Linked DNA regions of Rattus norvegicus: region 1 is linked to region 2. The links are chromatin contacts, called in public Hi-C maps. All regions are on one chromosome and are shown on one strand. Each heading gives the region's core, a stretch centred on a gene start, on an enhancer-like site or on the middle of the called end of the contact. The rest is flanking DNA. Distances are from core to core; before and after follow the strand shown.

What was found. Hi-C and Micro-C count contacts between places; a contact is called where the count stands out from the background.
Region 1: a Hi-C map of Schwann cells shows a contact between it and region 2, with 5 times the contacts expected there. The contact joins the promoter of Ppm1j here to the promoter of Lrig2 in region 2. A contact is called at or near these places in 2 of 12 Hi-C or Micro-C datasets (the Rat2 cell line and Schwann cells).

The regions. Positions count from the first base shown.
Region 1 is chr2:194,963,343-194,969,535 of GRCr8, forward strand. It overlaps Ppm1j (protein phosphatase, Mg2+/Mn2+ dependent, 1J), which reads left to right and starts at 3,872. Exons shown (of 10, transcript NM_001005540.1): 1 at 3,872-4,198; 2 at 5,358-5,472; 3 at 5,892-6,176. The coding sequence starts at 3,876. It overlaps Tafa3 (TAFA chemokine like family member 3), which reads right to left and starts at 5,426. Exons shown (of 7, transcript XM_063282743.1): 1 at 4,379-5,426.
Region 2 is chr2:194,695,859-194,702,235 of GRCr8, forward strand. It overlaps Lrig2 (leucine-rich repeats and immunoglobulin-like domains 2), which reads right to left and starts at 5,082. Exons shown (of 18, transcript NM_001107710.1): 1 at 4,642-5,082. The coding sequence starts at 4,877.

The sequences.
Region 1 (6,193 bases), core at 2,622-5,121, 270 kb after region 2:
CAGGAGGACTGACACCCAGGAGGACTGACACCCAGGAGGGCTGACACCCAGGAGGGCTGACACCCAGGAGGGCTGACACCCAGGAGGACTGACACCCAGGAGGGCTGACACCCAGGAGGGCTGACACCCAGGAGGGCTGACACCCAGGAGGACTGACACCCAGGAGGGCTGACACCCAGGAGGGCTGACACCCAGGAGGGCTGACACCCAGGAGGACTGACACCCAGGAGGGCTGACACCCAGGAGGACTGACACCGACACCCAGGAGGGCTGACACCCAGGAGGACTGACACCCAGGAGGACTGACACCCAGGAGGGCTGACACCCAGGAGGGCTGACACCCAGGAGGGCTGACACCCAGGAGGACTGACACCCAGGAGGACTGACACCCAGGAGGACTGACACCCAGGAGGGCTGACACCCAGGAGGACTGACACCCAGGAGGGCTGACACCCAGGAGGGCTGACACCCAGGAGGGCTGACACCCAGGAGGGCTGACACCCAGGAGGACTGACACCCAGGAGGACTGACACCCAGGAGGGCTGACACCCAGGAGGACTGACACCCAGGAGGGCTGACACCCAGGAGGGCTGACACCCAGGAGGACTGACACCCAGGAGGGCTGACACCCAGGAGGGCTGACACCCAGGAGGACTGACACCCAGGAGGGCTGACACCCAGGAGGACTGACACCCAGGAGGGCTGACACCCAGGAGGACTGACACCCAGGAGGGCTGACACCCAGGAGGGCTGACACCCAGGAGGGCTGACACCCAGGAGGACTGACACCCAGGAGGGCTGACACCCAGGAGGACTGACACCCAGGAGGACTGACACCCAGGAGGGCTGACACCCAGGAGGACTGACACCCAGGAGGACTGACACCCAGGAGGGCTGACACCCAGGAGGGCTGACACCCAGGAGGACTGACACCCAGGAGGGTTAGTAAATACTTCCAGCATAGACATGCTGCCCTCCTACTTGGGAGGACTAAGGGCAGTACCAGGGTGGGGAACCAGGCTGGAGGGCTTCAAGAAGCTGGTGAATGGCCCAGTGGGTGATGGGTATGATTCTCAGCAATCTTGGAAACAAAATCTGGGGTTCCCAGTATCTTCATCAGGAAGAGGGTCAACAGTCCCAACTACAAAAATATGACAGGTTCGTGTTTTGGATTCACTGAACGCTTGAGGGTAGAAGTGTGTTGTGAATCTGCCTCTTCACAGGAGAGGTGTTTGCTCCTGTTAGAGTAAACAAGCTTTGGGGACTTGATAGTGTGGGAGAAACAAAGAAGGAGCCTTGTTCCGGGTCCTGAGCATATAGCCTAGGACAAGGGGTGGGGACCTTCCCTCCCTTTCTCTCTCTCCCTCTCTCTGGATCTCTCTTTCCAGGGTGCTGAGATTTGAGCTCAGGTCATCAGACAGTAAGCACTTTTGCCTACTAAACCATTCCCCCTTCCCCTTTAAGATAAAGTCTCATTATGTGGCCCTGGCTAGCCTGGAATTTACTATGTAGCTAGTACTTAGTACTAGTTACTAACTTCTGATCATCCTGTCTCTACCTCTGCCTCCTGGGATTACAGATGTATGCCACTGTGTTTATTCTGAGAATGCCCTGCTCCTTTCCCCTCCCCAACCCCTCCCTGTTCTTTGTAATGGAGGAGTGTCATTCAGCTTCCAGCCAGGGACACATCTCATAAATGTGCTTTTCTGGCCTCCTTCCCTCTTGCTCTTCCCTCTCAGCCTTAGGGAGAGGTCTTTTGACCAGGTGTGGGAATGACCGGAGAGGTCTGACGGTCTAAGAATAGGAGAGGGGTTCAAAGCATAAGAACCCTGGAGTTTGGTTATGGACAGGAGCCAGAGTGGTTCCAGAGTCCAGGGGAGCAGCTGGGATCACTGTCCATTAACTGGTACTGGAGTCCAGGGGTCACTAGATCCTAGGTTTGTGGCCCATCTTTGCAGTCACACCATGGATGCTGTGAAGAGCCCGGAAGCTGGGTGACACGGAAAGGTGATAAGTAAACTGACCCAGAAACACTGAATAATAAAACGAAAGGTTATTTTTTCCTCCGGTCTTTGGCTTCCCACTGACACTGTGTCATTTATCAGACAGTTGGCATCAATTTCTCTCAGACAGGAAGAAAACACTCATAGTGGCAGGATATATGTTCTTTGTCCCTGGCTGCCTCTACTGCTCTCTTTGAGTCTGACTTTTACCAGTCCACCCTGGTGGTTTCATTTTTCTGTCCTGAACTTCACCCGCCTCACCTCCTCCCCCATACTCAGACGACTTAGTTACAGTGAGTCTGTGTACTTTGAATGACCACTGTGGAATTTTTATTTAGAAATGGCCAAGAAAGGAGGCACAGGTTATTAACCCAGGATATAACCAGGAATCACCCAGCTGAGGGCCTTGATGTAGAGTCTCTGTTAAGAACAGGGAGTCGCTGATTCCCTCAAAGAAGGGTCTTGACTTCTGTTAAACTGTGTGTTGGAGATCGATGAGAGAGCCCAAGTATAAGCACAGAAATCTTTCTGACTCGGGACAGCAATCCTTCCCTAGAGAAGAGAGAAAAACAGCCCATCTGTGCTGGGTCCAAATAGTGGGCTTTCCTGCGACCCAGACAAGCTTTTCGCCTGGCCTTTGCCTCCCCCTGGCGGTAGCGAGAACTCGCTCAGCATCCCTTTTCTGCTTGCAACCTCAGAGGGTGGGAATTTAAGAGTCCCACTCTCTTCTGCGCCTTTTTCCTAATCCAGAGAAACCAGTATCTGTAACAGGTTCTGAAATGGATATGAATCTCCAGTGGCTGCGTGAATCTTAGGCAAGTCTAGTAAAAGAACAGGAGACGGGGTTGGGGATTTAACTCAGTGGTAGAGCGCTTACCTAGCAAGCGCAAGGCCCTGGGTTCGGTCCCCAGCTCCGGAAAAAAAAAAAAAAAAAAAAAAAAAAAAAGAACAGGAGACGGGCTGGAGAGATGGCTCAGTGGCTCTGCTCTCCCAGAGGTCCTGAGTTTAAATCCCAGCAACCACATGGTGGCTCACAACCATGTGTGATGAGATGCCCTCTTCTGGTGTGTCTAAAGACAGCTACAGTGTACTTATATATAATAAATCTAAAAAAAGAACAAAACAGGAGACTGTCTACTCCTACTTCATCTGTAAAATGGGTGTAGCTCGCCTTGCGTCGTCATTGGTGTAGTGACCTAATGACTAGAACGTGCCTTATAGAGAGTCCAGTCCTTCAGTATTTATTTATTATGTCGTTAGCTTTACTAACTTGGCCAGCAGAAGTCTAAATATGGGGGAACGGTTCAGAGAAAGTGGGATGGAAATGACAGTTCTCTGGAATGAGAAGATGATCTTTAAAGAGAATAGTGCCTTCAGGTGCCTGGTAGTCGGCTGCGGGCCTAGTTAGCACAGCGACTCCCACCAGCTCTCTCTGCTCTCGATTCTGTAGCCCTAACCCGAAGTGTTGTCACACCAAGTCCTTCACACCCAAGAGGAAGTTTTGCTCTGAAGTCATCAGTTCCATTACTCCCCATGCTGGCTGGCCCTCCCCGAACCAAGCGCGAGGAGGCTGCCTCGTCATAATGGGCAAATTCTAGCGGATTAAATCCAGCGGATGTCTAACCTACAGCACGACTTAAATGCTTCCTTTGTTCCGCTTCCTTCCTACAAAAGACCCTTTCCCTCTGACACTCTGGCGGGACAAAGCAGGGATGCGGAGAAGAGGCAAAGAGTGGGTGGGGCGGTTCCCGGGTGGCTTAGAGCCTGGGGAAGCTTGTCAAGGACCAAGAGCGAGCACCGCCCACCTGGCGCCCTAGGGGCGGGGCCTCTCCGGGGGCGGGCCCACGGCCGAGGGCGGGGCACGGAGGCAGCATGCTAAACCGGGTGCGCTCGGCCGTGGCGCACCTGGTGAGCTCCAGTGGCACTTCTTCCCAGCGCTCCAAGTCTCCAGATCTGCCCAAAGCTATCTCACCGCCTCCGGGAGCCCTAGAGACACCTAAGAGCCCCGGGACGAAGTCTGGGAACGAGATCCCCGCGCCCCAGAAGACCGCGGAGACTCCAGTGAGCTTCTCTCGACCCACCTTTCTGCAGCTGAGCCCCGGGGGCCTGCGACGCGCCGACGACCACGTAGGCCGGGCTGTGCAAAGCCCTCCGGACACCGGTCGCCGCCTGCCTTGGAGCACAGGCTATGCCGAGTGAGCGCCCCCGGGGCTCCCAGACGAGGATAGGACTTCCATTCTCCCAGGAGACTCATCCCGGCTGCTGGGATGCGTCCCCTGCCGCACGACGCTCCGGGAACCATCCCAGGAACCTGCACCCCTCCCAGCCATACCCCGGACGGGGTGCAACCTCCACAACCCTCTTCAGGACCTTACCCATCCTCCCCCTCGCCGGCTCAAGACAGTTCTCTCCCCAGGGAGGGCGCAGGGAACACCGCCGAGGATGAGTTGGCGGGTTCCCAGTCGCGGCCCGCTGTTCACAGGCTAAGGGAGGGGAAGTTTGAGAAGGTTTGCCAGGGAGATCGCGAGTGGAAAGACTCGCTCACCCGCTTCCTGGCCCCAGCGCCCCAGTTCCCTGTCCTTCTTACCGGTCCCCTCCCCCTCCATACCCAGAAATAGCCCGCGACACCAGAAGGCCTGGCTTCCCGGGCGGGGGAGGGGTCCGCCCGTAGAGCGCGACGGTTCCCTTTGGTTGTGGGTCTGTAGACAGATTGGTACTGGTAGGGCACAGCCCAAGAGGCAGCGTGCTCTCAGAACCTGTATATTTAAAAATCATCTTTGGGGAAAGCCAAGCTAAGCCACTAGGGAGGTGGGGTCACTGAGGGGTTTGTAGCTGAGAGGTTCCTGCCCAGTCCGGATGGGTCTACAGACCTTATTTGGGCCGGAGCACTTCCCCACTCTAAGAAAGACTGGAACTTTCACTAGGTCGTTTTAGGATGAGGGTGAATGTGCCCATGAAGGTGAACGTGCCCATGAATCACTGTCTGAGCTGGTTGAGATTGGAGGTGGGAATGTAGAATTTTGAGTGGCAGGGGAGTAAAACTTAATGTCCCTGTCTGGTCACACACCCTCAGCACCACCTTCCAGAAAGCCTCCTTTGCCAAGGATGGAGGAACGGAGGCAGGCAGTTACTGTTGCCGGCCTTTCTATGAGGCTGTACATTCTGCCACCAGACAGTACTTCTTGCTGGCCCTGCCTTCTCCTCTTCCCTCTGGCTTGGAGCCCAGGCAGCTGTGACCTTTTTCAGCTTGGCCAGCAAGCAGGAGAGGATGTGTGTGTGTGAGAGTCTAAGGTAGGGGTTATTCCAGGACCTAATCTGGTGTCTAACCTGGTGTGGGACACTCTGGCCTGGCAGGGTCATCAATGCTGGCAAGAGCAGGCACAATGAGGACCAGGCTTGCTGTGAGGTCGTGTATGTGGAAAGCCGGAGGAGCATTACAGGGGTCTCCAGGGAGCCTAGCCATAACCAGGTAATACTTCATTCCCTTTCCTGACCTCCAGGGATGTGGTGACACTTCTCCCCAGGGGTTTCAGGCATCTGTCCTAAATTGGAGAAGTGTAGGGGTTCTCCCTCTGCCACAGAAGCCTTAAGTGGCTTCAATTCCATTAGTTCTGGTAGGGAAGTTTACTACTCCATTATATGTGGATGCTCGTGTATTTATGGGTGGTTTAGCTGATCAGTACTGATCTTTGCATTCTTCACATTTTGAGCTTGGCTCCTCTTTCTCTTGACACAGCGAGCTGTGCATGAATAAATGAGTAAATCTAAGTTGCCTTAATATCGCACTCAGACCTCCCGTGTGATGTTTATATGGTTGTCCACAGGCTTGTTCCGCCCTGTCACCCTCCACCCTCCATCCCTATTGACTTTCAACTTTTTTTTCACCAGGGATTCAGCTTCTACTACTGGGGCCTGTTTGATGGGCACGCAGGTGGTGGAGCAGCTGAAATGGCTTCCCGGCTCCTGCATCGCCACATCCGGGAACAGCTAAAGGATCTAGTAGAAATACTTCAGGACCCCTTGCCACCCCCGCTCTGTCTCCCATCCACTCCAGGAACCCCAGGAGTCTCTAGCCCTTCACAGTTGGTTAGCCCTCAGTCCTGGTCCCCACAGAAGGAAGTGACCCATGACAGCCTGGTAGTAGGGGCCATTGAGAACGCTTTCCAGCTCATGGTGAGTGGGTGGCTTGT
Region 2 (6,377 bases), core at 3,832-6,331:
TCTCTGTGTAGTCTTGGTAGTCCTAGAACTCCCTCTGTAGACCAGGCTGGCCTTGAACGCACTGAGATCCACCTGCCTCTGCTTCCAAGTGCCAGGATTGAAGGTGTGCGTCACATCGCCTGGCTTCCAGAGAAGATGCTTATGCTAAGGATACTTTTACCAGTGAAACTTGCCAAGATGTAAATTATAGGAGTAAGCTGTATTTTGAAATATTAAAAACAAAATAAGAGAAACCCAAAAGAAATAGCATTTAGTTTTCAATTCTTATGGTGCAGTTTCTGCTATTGAACTGTTTACTGTTTAATTTTAAAACTGTTCATCACTAGTTATCCTGCCATTATTTTTCAAATAACAAAATTACAGTCCCTTTTTTTCCTATTACTTTGGAAAGGGCAACAGAAGCAGAAGCACATTCCTTTAAAAAAAAAAAAAAGTAAAGTTTATCTCAGGAGACAGATGCAGGGGGATCTCTGTGAATTCAAGGCCAGCCTGCTCTATAAATCGAGTAAAGGACAGCCAGGGCTACACAGAAAAACCCTGTCACAACAAAACAAAAACAAAATGGAAAAAAAAAGTTAAGTACATAAACTAGTCGACTCTTGTGGAGATTATCCTAAACACAATGTAGTAATTTGGTTGGGGTAAAATTATTTAAATAGCTCTGATTTTAATTTGTATCAAATGAACATCCTAACATTTTTCATGACTAGAGTAATAGAGAATTAGTTGAGTCATCTACTTTGGCACATAAAAGAAAATATAAGAACACATTAAAAGCCCTTCTAAAAACCATTTTTGCTAAGCTTTTAATATGCTCTTTATCATTGGTTAAATGCCAGTTTTTCATTAGGCTTAGGACACACTTTAAAGAATACAGCAGAGCTAGGAAGATGGTTCTGCAGTTAAAAGTACTTGGCAAGTTAAAGACTGAAGTTCAGGTCCCTAGAACCCACATTAACATTGGGTGGGTGTGATGGCCCACCTGTAATTCTAGTCTCCAAGGACAGAGAGAAGGGTTCCCCCAGCAAGCTAGCTAGTACGACTAGATCTTGGTTTAACTGAGAGTCTCTGACTCAAAATAATGTGAAATGACAATCTCATAATCTTACAATACATTGCCTCCCCACAAAAATTTAGAACTCTAAGATTGGGGTGGATAGATGATCAGCACCTAAGACCACATAGAGCTCTCCCAGAGAGCTGAGTTCAATTCCTAGCAGTTCACAACACCCTACTTCATGAAGATCTGATGCCTCCAGGCACTTGTATGTACACGGATGGACAGACAGACAGGCAGATTGAGAAACACACATACACACACTAAAAATAAAAAATATCCATTTAAAAAAGCTATTTACTAAGATGAGAGAAATATATTTTCAAGCATTAAAAAACTATGTGATTACCCCACACCCCTCTTGGTTTTTTGAGACAGGGTTTCTTTGTACAGCCCTGGCCTCGGACCCCCTAGGACTACAGTGCTGGGAATTGAACCCTACTCTCTATAAGAGCAGCCAGTGCTCTTGACTGCTGAGCCTTCTCTCCACCTCCCTACGAAGTATTTTTTAATAAAAATCAATCTGTGGGTCTTCCAAAGCACAATGGAATTTTGAAGAATTAAACAAAATATAGATCTCCTAAATTGGCATTTGAGAAGCAATGACAATTTGGGCTGGGGACAGAGCTTAGAGGGCTTGTCTAGCAGGCACAAGGCCCTAGCACTCTACAGCTATTTTGGTTAAGTGGTTCTCCATTAACACTGGATATTAGAATAACTAGGCAGGATTTAAAAATATAGGTTGAATATTCCCAACCAGAAAATCCAAAATCCTTCAAAGTCTAAAATTTTTAAGCATCAACATTATGACACAAATCAAAAATTATAGACACACTAGAGTCCAATGTGGTTCACAGAATGATCCCAGCACTCAGGAGACAAATAGAGGAAAAACAGGAGTTTAAGGACAGCATGGACTACTTAGAAAGGCCTAGTCTCAAACAACAACCAAAAACCTGTTTCCTCTTCCATTTAGCTGTGAGCAAGCCACTGCATGCTCCTTCTATAACAGACTGCATCTCTCAGAACATAAGCCAAGACTCCCTTGAGTTGATGTACGTAAGATAATTGGTCATAGCAACAAGAAAAGTTAACAGTGGTAACTCATGCCTTTGATCCCAGCACTCAGCAGGCAGAGGCAGGCTGAACTCTAAGTAGAGGCCAGTCTGGTCTACAGAATGAGTTCCAGGATAGCCAGAACTATATAAAGAAACCCTATCTAGAAAAAAAAAAAAAAAAGAAAACTAATATATAAATTCCACACTAAAGTGAGGCAGCTGCTGCAATATGCTGATCATATTGTTCTGTGATCTTCAAACTGGTTTGCAAGAGGAAAGTAGGAGAATTTTGAGCTATGGGTTAGAAAAGCCCTGCAATGTAAGAGGACCATACAATGATGCCAAGATGCTGATAAAGTATAAGCAGTAGACACTATGTTCGTTAGGTTTCAGAGAGCAAGGACTCTATAGACTAGAGGCCATTCACATTACACTCTGACAAAGAACACGGCTGCATTCCACCTGTGGTTTGAAATTTTTAGTGAAGCTATGTTCAAAATAATTGACTATTAGAGAATTGTTCTCCAAGGCATTTCACTTCAACTAAAAATGTCAATTTCATTTTAACTTTAATTTTCTGAATGCAAGCTGGGAATTGTGGGCAGCAGCAGTCAGTAAGCTGAGGCAGGAGGATAGACAGTTGGAGGTCATCCTGAGCTACCTGACATTTACCTCCTCTCAAAACCCAAAAGGGAAAAGACATAAAATAAAATAAAATGAACCAAACCAAACCAATCCAAACCAGCTAGGGCTGGAGAGATGGCTCAGTGGTTAAGAGCACTGACTGCTCTTCCAGAGGTCCTGAGTTCAAATCCCAGCAACCACATGGTGGCTCACAACCATCTGTAATAAGATCCAATGCCCCTTCTGGTGTGTCTGAAGACAGCTACAGTGTATTTATGTATAATAAATAAATCTTTTAAAAAAATAAAAATGGGTTGGGGATTTAGCTCAGTGATAGAGCACTTGCCTAGCAAACGCAAGGCCCTGGGTTCAGTCCCCAGCTCCGAAAAATAGAAAAAATAAAAAAATAAAAATAAAAAATAAAAAAAATTAAATAAAACCAGCTAAATGTCAGCTTCTGGCAATTTGCATCTGTGGTAACATTACTTCAATTATTATATACTTACTAATGATATTTTATTATTCTTTTTCAGCACTAATGTTCAAACCCAGAGCTTCATGCATACTAAACAAGCACACTCAGCAAGTCTCAATGAAGGATCTTCAAATGCAGGCCATGTTTATTTCAATTAGTTACATTAAGTCATACTGTGTTTAAACCTCTGTCAGATTCAGTCTATCATAATCAAGTAGCCGTCTCAACAATTTCTTCAAAAAAGGCACCTACTGTGTAGAGAAGATGCTGTGCTAGATTTAATTCAGACTATGCTACATGATAATACCAAAGTCTGAGTCAAACTAGAATAAACTACAGATATAATCACCATAAAATGACAGAAGCTGTATTACTATACTGCAATTCTATATTAACTGTAGCAGTTGCTAATTTCTCAATGAATATACAAGTTAGCTTCTTTCCTATCTATGCTAACCTATAAATACGTTCTGCAAATGTACACTTAACCTCTGCAATACAGATGTTCTATCTGTATTCTATTTTCCAATGAGACCCTAACTAGTCTTGGTATTTAATTATATCACAAAACTATTTTTAGTGATAACTCTTTTTCAGAGGTAACTATAGAAGTCAATTAATAAGCATGTTGACCAGTTAGTGGCAGAGACATAACTGTATGTTGGTGGCTAAGAAGTCTCATAATTGCAGTATTTAATACCTACTGTTGTATTTAATACCTACTGACTCAGACCAGACCAGCCAGTGAGCTCTCCAAGTGCCACTAGCTAATACGAGTTTGTCAGGCTTTAAAGTCAGTGCTAGAGACTCCAGAATCCACTCAACCACTGCACTGGGCTCTCATACATAAACAAAGAGATCTGATATGAAGGTTCTTTGACTCAAAGCAACATAGTATAAACAATTTCATCCTCATTTGGAAGGAAAAAAATCTTTGCCTTCTTTAAACTGATTATTAAAGAATACTGTTCTTACAAAATTATTAGGGATCAGCAATGATCTTCCTTATGCATGCTGAGGTTTTCAACTCTATCAGGAACTCAAATATCAAAACTGAAACATACAATAAGCCGATGGGAGAACTGGGGACAAAAAGAGCTCCTGTATCTTTGGGAGAGATCGTGTTTGCATCACGTGCCCAAGGACCAGTCAAGCTGGAATAAAAAAATGATGCAGCCCAAAGAGGGCTTCGCACTTGGTTAGACCCGACCCACAGCCATCCAGAGTCTCAGCTGTGCTGCTCAGGACCCGTGAGTCCAACATTAAACACCTCCAGCCCAGAACGTCACAGATACCCTAGGTCTCCAGATCTTAACCCCGATCTTCCCACGAGTACTGGGAAACCCTAACATTCAAAGTTCACAATCTCAATAGAGCAGCTCCCTTCCGAATTCGCTGGCGACCGCGCCCTCGGGCCCTCTACTCACAGGCTGGAGATGTCAGGGGACAGCGGGCCGGACAGTGCCCTCCAGCTGAGCGCCGGCAGCTTCCTGCGACTGCAGTCCAGCAAAGGAAGGCGGCAGGAGCAGGGCGCTGGGCACAGGCCGGCTCCGGCAGCCGGCAGCAGCAGCAGCGCCTGCGCAAGCATGAGCAGCGGTGCAAGGGGTCCCAACCTACAGCCCAGGCGCCGCTGCTCCCAGACGCCGCGGGGCGCGGCCGCCATCTTCCCCCGGCCGGGACCCGCTCGAGGACAGCAGCTAGCACAGAGAGTCGGCTGAGGAGAGATGCTCGGAGGCTGGACCGCCACCCAGAGCCCTGGCCGTCACCTGTCCCTTAGAGCAGGCGAGAGGAGGAAACGACGTGACCACAAGGGAGGGGGCGGCGGTCGGGGGCGTAGAGCTGAAACACTGACAGACACCGCTCGTCCGCTCCGCCCCGCGACGCAACGTCCTCACGCTCAGAAGCCAGCCAATCGGAGCCCCAGGATGAGGTTGCGTCGGAAATTGGGTTCTGAGAGGGGCGAAGCCTAAGATGACCCCGCCTCCTAAGAGGCGAGCATTAAAGTGGCCCTTTCCCCCTTTCCGAGCTGCTTCTGCAGTTCTGCAGCTGTTCCTCCGCTTGTGGGCGCACTAGGTCCTTCAAATAGAACGGCCAAGCAAAACCCCGAGCGCCAAATCCTCACTGCGGTTGATCTGCTGTAGTGGTGGAAAAGGACCTATTCCTTGGGCTTCGGTAGAAGGGAATGGCAGAAGGACTGCATTCCAAGCTGCAGCCGCAGATAAGTGCGGGATCCAAGCCTAACGACCACATCAACCTCCGGATCCCAACCAGGGCGGCCTCTGCGGCACGTACCGCCTGCCCTGAAAAATTGTGGCAGCTTGTACTCCCGGAGCATGGCACGCTGTCACTGTGAAAGGACTTCAAGTTCCCACTAGCAGAGGCGCTGTTTCGTCATCAGTACACTTCCAGCTTCTACTGTAGCCTGGAGTTCAATAATTGTCTCTAAGGAAAATTCTTTCCTCAGTTTGGGAAAATATTGTTTCATCGTCAGAAAAACAAGTGGGACAAATAGATAAAGGGTTAGTTTGGGGATGTGGGTTTTCTGGTTTCTGTTCGTGGTTTTTGCGCAATCAACAAAGTGAAGGCTGGAAGGAAATTATCCTAAAGTAAAGACTTACTGGGAACTACGGAAACTAGCTACCTTGTGCTCTCCCCGCCGTGGGTTACCTACAAAGTGAGAAAGACTGAAAATATCAGTAATGGTTCACTGACCTGTAATGTGTTTGTACTTTTCAAAGACTTTGCAGGCCAGGTACAAACCAGCATGTCTGCAATTCCAGCTCTCCTTGGGAGTTTGAGGCAGGAAAACCCAAGTCCCAGTTCAACCTCATCTGCATAGTTAAATTTTGTATCAAAGAAGAGTAGGAGAAAAGAAAAACAGGGTGGGTAGGATGCTTCAGCATTAATAGCCTTGCCACCAAGTTTATCAACCTGAGTTGGATCCACAGACCCCACCTAGTGGAATGAGACAACTAACTCCTGCAAGTCCCTATCCTCTGATCTCCATGTGGCACTTACACATGCACGCACGAGTGCGCACGCACACGCCATTTCCATCCAGGCCATGCCTTTGGGTTAAAATTACTTTTCTGATTGTCCTCATGTGCTTGTCTACTGCATAGGACTTTTAGAAAACTGTCTCCTTCTGCCTCTTCTCCTTTCT